Regions from separate parts of the Canis lupus genome. Here region 1 is linked to region 2. Evidence: chromatin contacts called from public Hi-C data. All regions are on one chromosome and are shown on one strand. The core of a region is the stretch at or near the end of the contact, and the rest is flanking DNA. Distances in the headings are between cores, read along the strand shown.

Region 1 (4,028 bases), core at 112-2,611, 43 kb before region 2:
GTGTCGATGTTCCTCAGGGTCCTGTCCTATGTCAGCCTGTCTTCCCCCTCTATACGTTTTCTGAGAAATCTCTCTTCCGCAGCTTTATGAATTTTTTAAGCCAGTGACTTCTAAATATCTATCTCTCCTGAACTCCAGACTAATATAACAACTGTCTTCTAGAACTGCTCCGGTTGGATATTCCTGAAGCCATGTTAATCAACTCACTTCTCTAGACTATTCCTCTTCTACTCTTCCTTTTCCTAACATATGCCACAACATCCACCCTATTGTTCTAGACAGAAACCCAGGATTCATCTTTGACTTCTGTGCACAGTCTCTCTTTTCGATCAATAACCAAGTCTAGTAAAATCTTTTTCTTTGAAAACACCCGCTTATTCTTCTCCTCCCCTGGCCTAAGCAATGACCTCTGGGCTTTTGCAAGTCTTTACTAGTTTCCTGCCTCTAGTTTTTCTCCCCTGGGTCATTTTCCACCAGCTACCAGAAAGTTTTGTTTTGTTTTGTTTTAATAAATGCAATTCTGATGAATTCACCTCCTGCATTTAAAATCATTTCATTGCTTCCCTGTATTCTTGGGCTAGAGTCCGAATGTCTTAGCATGGCTCATAAACACTCTGCAATCAGCAACCTGCCTACCATTGTCTGCACCTCACACATACTGGATTCGTGTGTTGCAAACACATCCTGCTTTCTCTTGTTTCTAGGGCTTCACAAATGCTGGTTCCTTCACATGGAGCAAACACTGTATCGTAGGACCTCAAACATGTCTGGTCTAAAGTCTACCTCCAGATTGTCATTTGTCTTACTCCTGAATCAGAACTGAATTTGAATACTTAGTTTTTAATTAATTCTTGAATTAAAGCCACAGTGAACCTTAGCTCACCCTATTTCTTATTTCTTTGCAAAAGACTTCTGAAGGTATGTTCAAATGAAAATATATTTGAGCTAATTAATTTAGATCAGCATGGACTCTTAACATAGCCGAATATGAGCTGGAACATATTTTTTAAATTACTGGAATGTTTTCTGGACGATTATTCATCATGACATCCTATCTTTGGAATTTTGTCTTCATTTCCAGCTGGCTTATACCACTCTCCTTTCTCACCTCTCAGCCCTTCCATCCCCTGGCTTGCCCTACACTTGCCCCTCGATGGACCCAGTTTGCATGCAGTGGTAGCTGCTGTGGGGCTGCGGTTAAATAGAAGTGCTCAGACTGCAACAGGAAAGCACTGAATCGAAAGCAAAGGAGAGGAAGCACAAACCGATACCCACCACAAAGCTGCTGAGTGCCCAGCATGACCCAAGCCACACCCTCTGATGAGGAGCCTTGTGGAGGAGTGAAGAAGCCACAGAGTTTAATAAATCATCAGCACAGCCCGTCCTCCACTTCCCCTAATCCAGCCTTCCTGGGTCACCCGTGAATGTCCCCAGGGCTGGCCTAAGAAGGTTGGTGATGACAGCAAAGCCACCAGAGAGGTAGAGGTTGAGGGAAAGTCCCTGAAATGAATGACTGTGTACCATTCATCTCGGACTCTCCACCTGGTCTAGCCCTATGAGTGGTTCTAAGGAGCTCTCTGCATGGGATGATCCCCAGATGAAGGCCCTCGTGTTCCCTACAAGTCCTTTGGCTACCGGCCCCAAAAGAAGCTGTTTCTACTGGGGGCCGAAACTTTTTTTTTTGTAAACAATAATAAAGTCCCTACGAGATACAGTTTGAGAACTTGAAGTTCACATTTATGTACAAATGGCTATTTTCAGATTCTTTCCTGGCTTCAGTAGAGAGAGCAGGAAGGAGAAAGAGATGGCACGTCAAAGGTAGGTTACCTACTTTCTGATTTTGCCCTGTGGCCTACCCTGCCTTTTCATGCTTGTCTTCTTTGTTGTCAAAGGAGATACTAATTCTTCAGCAGCCTGAATGATAGGGAAAGGGATTGAAAGTGTGGGGGAATGTGTAGTAACTATGTTTAGATTCTAAACACTGGTGAGGTTGGGAGCTCCTTGGAATTACAGAGTCTGGCTGTGGTTCATTACCTCTGGATCTGGGGAGGTGGGAACTGGGCCCTGCTTTTGCAGCTGGAGAAGCAGAGCACTGAGAAGAGGGACAGCCATCTTGGTCTGGAGGAAAGGCTGCTTTGCTTAGCTCAAAGTGGGCACTGTGTCTTCATAGAGTGCCAGACTCAAACTTCACAGAACAGAACAGGAAGTATGGTTAGTGCAGCTGGGAGGGGAGAGAGAACTCACTGTGCATGGAGGCCAGGAGCTCACTCATGGGCTTCTTTCATCACATTTTCCTATCCTGTAAGTGACCAGGACTGACTCTGGGGTGCGCTGGGGAGCAGGTGAAGCATGCCTTCAGGCAAACCCCCTTGCCTTCTGCAATCTCACCTCTCCAGGTATTTCCACTTTAGTGTTCTCTTCATCCCAGAACATCTTCCAAGATATAGATCATTCATGAAGTTTAAATGGAGGAATGATAGGCACTTTGATAGAAGGGGATGGAAACAGTTCTTCTCTTACCAGGCCAGATCTACAAGTGGCAGAAATGTGACCTCTGTTTTAGCAACCCCAACAGCAGTGAGTTGGAATGGATTCTAATAGAGGAGAAAGGGAATGGAGTTTGTACTCAGATGACTTTGTTTTGAAGCTATCCCGCCTTACCTCCCTCCCACTTTCTTTCCTTTCTTCCTCCCTTCCTTTCTTAAGGAAGGGGAAATAGCCAGAGAATGGGAAGCTCCTTGAAGTTCAGAGGAATTCTACAAGTTTCCCAAACCGGACTGCCTGCCCAGAGTTTACCCATGATCTTGAGTGGTCAAGGACATTCCTCTTGTTAACCCCTCAAGTTGTTTTTATTTTTTTATTTTTTTTTCATATAAAAATCCCTCAAGTTGTTTTTAATAATCAAGGCATGATCCAAACATTAGGAGCCAAGTGACTCCCAGGTGCAACCTTTCAGCCTGTGACCTGCCTTGCTATATTACATTACTTAGACAAGGAAAATTAACAAGATGAGTGCAAAGAAGGGGAGACAGTCGTGTGAGTTACTTTTGAAAAAGCTTATGTAGAAATCGAAGAAAGATAAGTTGGCTGGAGGGCACTGTGAAGTAAAGAATGGATTTCTTTCTTTTTTTTTTTTTTTCTTTTTTTAGACTGAGAGAGGTTTAGGTATGTTGACATACTGGAGGAGAGATCTCCCCTCATTCCAAAGCTTTGATTCTTTCATCTGGGGGGAAAAGGGAGAGGTTTCTATGGAGATTAAAATTAAATGAAAATCAAATGCATGGTGGTGGCATTTATACCACAAAGCCCTTTACACATGCTAATTATTTTAACTATCATCATCTAGCGTTTGTACAGATGAGTAAGCCCTGGTCACAGCTGTTCTGTCTCAGGTTTTTCTACCCTATATGATGGGCTATGAGGTGGAGATGGGCTCTTGAGTAGATAGAGCAAAGACCAGGGACAGGCTAATAGTGATGTGACTTGTGTCTTTCATGCTTGCATTTTTGGGAAGTGGTGTGTGCACGAGTATGTGTGTTTTACTAGATACAGTGAGTTGCCATTATATTATCTAACTTGCCCTGTATTCTTATTTTAAAATTCTTACTTAAAAAATGGACACATTTCAGATCCAACATATCTCTAAAAAGTTTAAATGTAGGGAAAACATTTTTAGAAACTAAAAATACTCTCCTTGAGATGCAAGAGATGTACAAATAGGATTATAAACATGAGGATGCCTGGGTGGCTCAGCGGTTGATCTTCTGCCTTCCAGCTCAGGGTGTGATGCTGGAGTCCTGGGGATCGAGTCCCACATCGGGCTCCCTACATGGAGCCTGTTTCTCCCTCTGCCTATGCCTCTGTTTCTCTCTCTTTCTCTGGATGTTTCTCATGAATAAATAAACATCTTTAAAAAAGAAGATTATAAACATGGATTTATGCTTAGATAAAGAAGCAGTTTCCTATGAAACGCCAGGACACCTGCACCCCGATGTTCCTAGCAGGAATGTCCACAATAGCCAAACTGT
Region 2 (4,584 bases), core at 1,768-4,267:
TTCTATTGCTTTCTTTTTCTTTTCTAATAATTTTGCAGGTACTAACTCATTCAAATCTCTTAAAACTCTATGGGATGGATATCATTGTTATTTCCATTTTACAGATGAGGAAATTGAGGCAGAGAGTAGGTAACTTGTCCTAGATCTCACAGCTAGTGAGCAACAAGAGTTCATGCCCAGGATTCATGCCCAGACAATCTGACTCTGGAGGCCATTCTTGCAGCCACCATGTTACATTGGCTCTGCAGTATCTCCAAGTAATTGATTTGTTAAAACAGCTCTTAGATGTTTAAATGTTTTGGATGATTACCTATTATTCTGGGAGGTTGTTAACCCTGTTTCTAAAAATGACAAGCTTAGTTTTAAAAATTATCTTTTTCTGCCCTCCTTTCTAAAAAACATAGTTGTTTGGATAATAACCTTCTCAGAAACAAAAGAAGTGCAGTTACTTTTGTGAGAAAAAATGGCAGAGGACCATTTTCACATAAGCTGGGCCAGTATTGCAATATCTTGCTCTTAACAGGTATTAGTTCCCAGTATGCGAAGGCAACCTACACACCAATGAAAAAAAGATAAATTTATTTCTATGCACTAAAATTATATATGAAAAATGGTATCTTTCATTTTTCTTTTTTAAAAAAGATTTTATTTATTTATTTGAGAGAAAGAGAGCACAAGCAGAGCGGGGAGGGGGGAAAGGCAGAGGGAGAGGGAGAAGCAGGCTCCACACTGAGCAGGAAGCAGGGAACTGGACATGGGGCTGGACCTAGGATCCCAAGATCATGACCTGAGCCAAAGGCAGATGCTTAACCAACTGAACCACCCAGGTGGCCCTCTTTCATTTTTCTTGTCTGCCATTTTTCTCATCAGTACATAATTTCCTCTCACTACTTCCAAATTTGATGTAAGACTAGCCTTTACACATTTGATACCCTTAGGGAAAACTAGGAAAAATAAATGGATGGGAAAGCATTCAGACATTATTTAATAATTTATGATAGTTTAACATTGCAGTAACTTTTATCATGCTCTTTTCTCCAGCTTCTGTGTCTATTATTAGGAGGAGAAACTTAACTCCAGCAAAAACATTTCTTCTTCCCATTATTATTTCTTGCATAGGGTACTAAAAATTGTCTTGTAGTCATCTCACTTTGGAGATAGGAAAGGAACAGCAAGTTCAGCCTGTATATTAGGAGTTTTTCTAAAGAATGTTATCTTGACTTTCTTAATGACATAAATTATACTCTGTTTAAATTTTAGATAGTATATTTTAGTTAGAAATTTGCTATGAATTTTAAAACTTGTTGTTGTGTCACGATGACCCAGCCAGAAGACTTTGATTCCTAAAGACTATTAATCTTATGCCCCCAAATATATTTCATATGCAGCTCAACAAAAGAAAATCAGATGTTCTTGATGGGTAAATGAACCAATGAGTATAAGCCTCTTTTTAAATAACAGCTTTAGATGCATTTTCTATTTAAGAACAATTCACGGATGTTTTGGACCAGTCAGGGACAAGAGGGCTGAGGCGTGGAGAAAGGAGCACTTCAGAAGGCGGAGAATAGAGGTGGGATTGCTACACTACGCATCTTGTTTGTGTACATGAGATCCCAAGCCCCCAATTCACCCTGTTAGCTTAGTCTCTAAGAACAAGCCAAGCAATGAAAACAGAGTCCTCACTTAGCTAAGTCAAAGCCCAAGGGGTTACTGGCCTCACAGGCTTCACCCGCCCACCTGGAGCATGAGAGTGTCTGTGAGAGAAGGGAAGGGTGGTGCCACCACTTTGTGTCCACCAAACTAATAAACACGCCTCTTTTCCTCTTCTAAAGGCTTCTTATAAAGAAGGTACAACTCAATTGAAGCATCTGTAGCTGGTTTATAAGCCACTCTATTAAATGACGCCCTGGCACAGATTTATCAGCCATATTTTAGGGTAGAAAGAAGCTCAGGAACATTGTTTATTATGAGAATATAGTCAAAGTGAGAATTTTTTTTCTATTTATGAATAGTGTATCAAGAAATTGAGTAATTTGTGTATTTTGAGCTTAATATTAGACAGTAAATTACTTCTTAGGAATTAAGCTAATAAGACATTAAACCTTAAAATTAAAAAAAATCAAAATCTTTAATAAATTAAATTTAAATAACTATATTACAATATCAATGGTAGAAGTTTCCAAAGATCAAGGTAGAGAAATACAATTGAGGAAATTTGTTCTATAATTAAAAAAAAAAAAAAACTCTAGGTAAATGACAGTAAAATTGTATCAGCAAAAAAAAAAAAAAACAAAACCAGGTATTTTATGAGAGTTGAAGGCTATTATAGTCTCATCAAGATAAAGATCAAAGAATAGAAAGACTAGGAGAAGCCTTTGTGTTTTGTTGTTGTTATATTTTCGTTAATAGAAATTGACTCTGTTGCTAGGATCCTGAATTTTAAATTATGGAACTCAGTATTACATTGATGAATTGGAAATGTCAGAGCACATTCTACTAAGTCAAAGAGATACAAAAATTATGAAAAGGATGTGGAGAATCTGATAGAGCTCTGTGTATTCTGCTAGGCTAATAACTAAAGGACTAACTAATTTGAAGTAGATAAAACCATTAGGTTTTCCTCAAGCTTCTAATGTTTTCAAAATGTATTTACCTTATCACTTAAAGACTTATAGTAATAATAATTTACGTTCTGACTCTTTTCCTTAAAAAAGGAACATACATTTGAGGACATAATTCTGCCCTTCTGCAACAGGAAGAACCTATTCTTTTACTGTGTGAATAATTTAACTAGAACCATTGCCCACTGTTCAGAGAGTGATTTATACAATCTTTGGCTCAACTTGAGCTTCATGGTGCACTAAGCTCTTGACATTCACCTCTATAAATTGGAGTCAGATTTGTTATTTGTATTGCCAAATATTGACTCAAACTTAAAAAAAAACTTCCTTATAGCATTACAGAATATAGAATAAAAGAGAACTGAAAGATGATCTTGAGTCAACCACCATTTTATAGATGAGGAAACTGAAGCACAGAGTGACTTGCTGATGTCGCATTAAGCCTGAGCCAGAGCTCAGTTGCCCTATCAGACTGGCACTGCAGCACCAACAACTATGTAGTCTCACATTGGTGAATGAGTATGTTTGGCACTGAGAAGATAAAAACGGAAGAGACATAATACTTGACATCAAGGAGCTCAAGATCGAATAGGAAAAAAAAAATGCATTATGCTGCACTCATTGTTTCTAGAATGATCTTTCTAAAAATACTAATTGGAACATTTTGTCTGTCCCTGCAGTGGCTCCTCTTTGCCTGTGAGGAAAATCCTCCTCCTTGTTCTCCAACTTCTTGTCTCACTGCATCTATGCTGAAGCCCAGATCAGACACAGAGGACCAATAGCTTCTCCCTAAACAGCACATTCTTTTTTTTTGTCCTACCAGCCCTTTGCTTATGCTGTCCTCTACCTGCAAAGCCCTCCCCTCATCATTCTCCAGGAGGGTTGTCTCCTTTATAATCTATTTCTTTAGGTTACTGTCCTCCAATCTCCAAGCTCACAGTTAGAATTGACCCTTCCTGCCACTGTGTGCTGCCTGTACCTCTCCTACAGCACCTGTACCACTTGTAGTATTTTTTAAAAGATTTATTTATTTATTTATTTATTTATTTATTTATTTATTTATTTAAGAGAGGGAGCATGAGTGGGGGTGCAGAAGGAGAGGGAAAAGCAGACTCCCATTGAGCAGGGAGCTGGATGCAGGGCTTGATCCCAGGACCCTGAGATCATGACCTGAGCTGAATGTAGACATTTATCCAACTGAAACATCCAGGCATCCCTGTACTGTTTGTAACATTGACTTCTTAAAAGTAAAAATATATTTGCTATTTACACTTTTGTCTTCCTCTACTAATTGAAGGTAAGCTCTTTGACGGTAGGACCATCCATCTTCTTTGTACCGTTAGAACATTGGCCAGCATCTGGCTCATAAAAAGTCCATTGAAGAAACTACCCATAGAGGACCTTGCTAAGTATTATGGCAATGTGATGAAAGGTGTAGTGGTCGTGCTTGGAGGAGTCATCCCAGGGGAGAAAGCATAGGTGCCAAGTCTTAGATGATCAGTACCCCATCAAGGCAGAGAGCAGGGATTGGTTCCCACCTGATGGCAAGAATAGGAAGGTACAGAGGCCTGAGAAATGGTGGAAAAGGTGGCACTTTTGATACATGGTGAATCGTTAAACTAGATGAAAGTCATTTTGAAATGAAAGTCATTCAGGACCTGTGGAATTCCTTCCATTCAAAGAAAGGAATTTTTATTGTGTTACAAGGAGCAAAAGAAAGAAGAATGTCAATGAACATCAATATTCCAGAGTATGAATGATTTTATTTGCCTTTCAAGAGAAATGGCAATGCAGCAACTGAGGAGAGGTTGCTCTAGAAAAGGTGGGACTGGAATCTCTGAGTCTGGGTGTGACATTGTTGATCTGAGGGTTTGGAGAACTGAGAATGGTCCTGGGGAGAAGTGAGAGCACCTGAAGCAAGGCAGTGAAGGTGGAGACAAAGAGAATGATTGGGCAAGCACAG

The links. A called contact is a pair of places that touch in the nucleus more often than the background predicts.
Region 1: a Hi-C map of blood shows a contact between it and region 2, with 4 times the contacts expected there. The contact joins two enhancer-like sites. A contact is called at or near these places in 3 of 9 Hi-C or Micro-C datasets (blood and liver).

What each region holds. Positions count from the first base shown.
Region 1 is chr17:57,669,749-57,673,776 of UU_Cfam_GSD_1.0, reverse strand. It overlaps LOC111090694 (a long non-coding RNA gene), which reads left to right. Exons shown (of 3, transcript XR_005372679.1): 1 at 1-1,818. Among named protein-coding and RNA genes, the nearest start is that of SEC22B, 33 kb to the left of the region's middle. Within about 2 kb of position 1,361, at least 8 of the 20 cell types and tissues checked have an H3K27ac peak or open chromatin away from gene starts, as enhancers often do. A contact at or near this core is called in blood, where this site is marked.
Region 2 is chr17:57,627,719-57,632,302 of UU_Cfam_GSD_1.0, reverse strand. No RefSeq gene overlaps it. Among named protein-coding and RNA genes, the nearest start is that of NOTCH2, 21 kb to the right of the region's middle. Within about 2 kb of position 3,017, at least 1 of the 20 cell types and tissues checked has an H3K27ac peak or open chromatin away from gene starts, as enhancers often do. A contact at or near this core is called in blood, where this site is marked.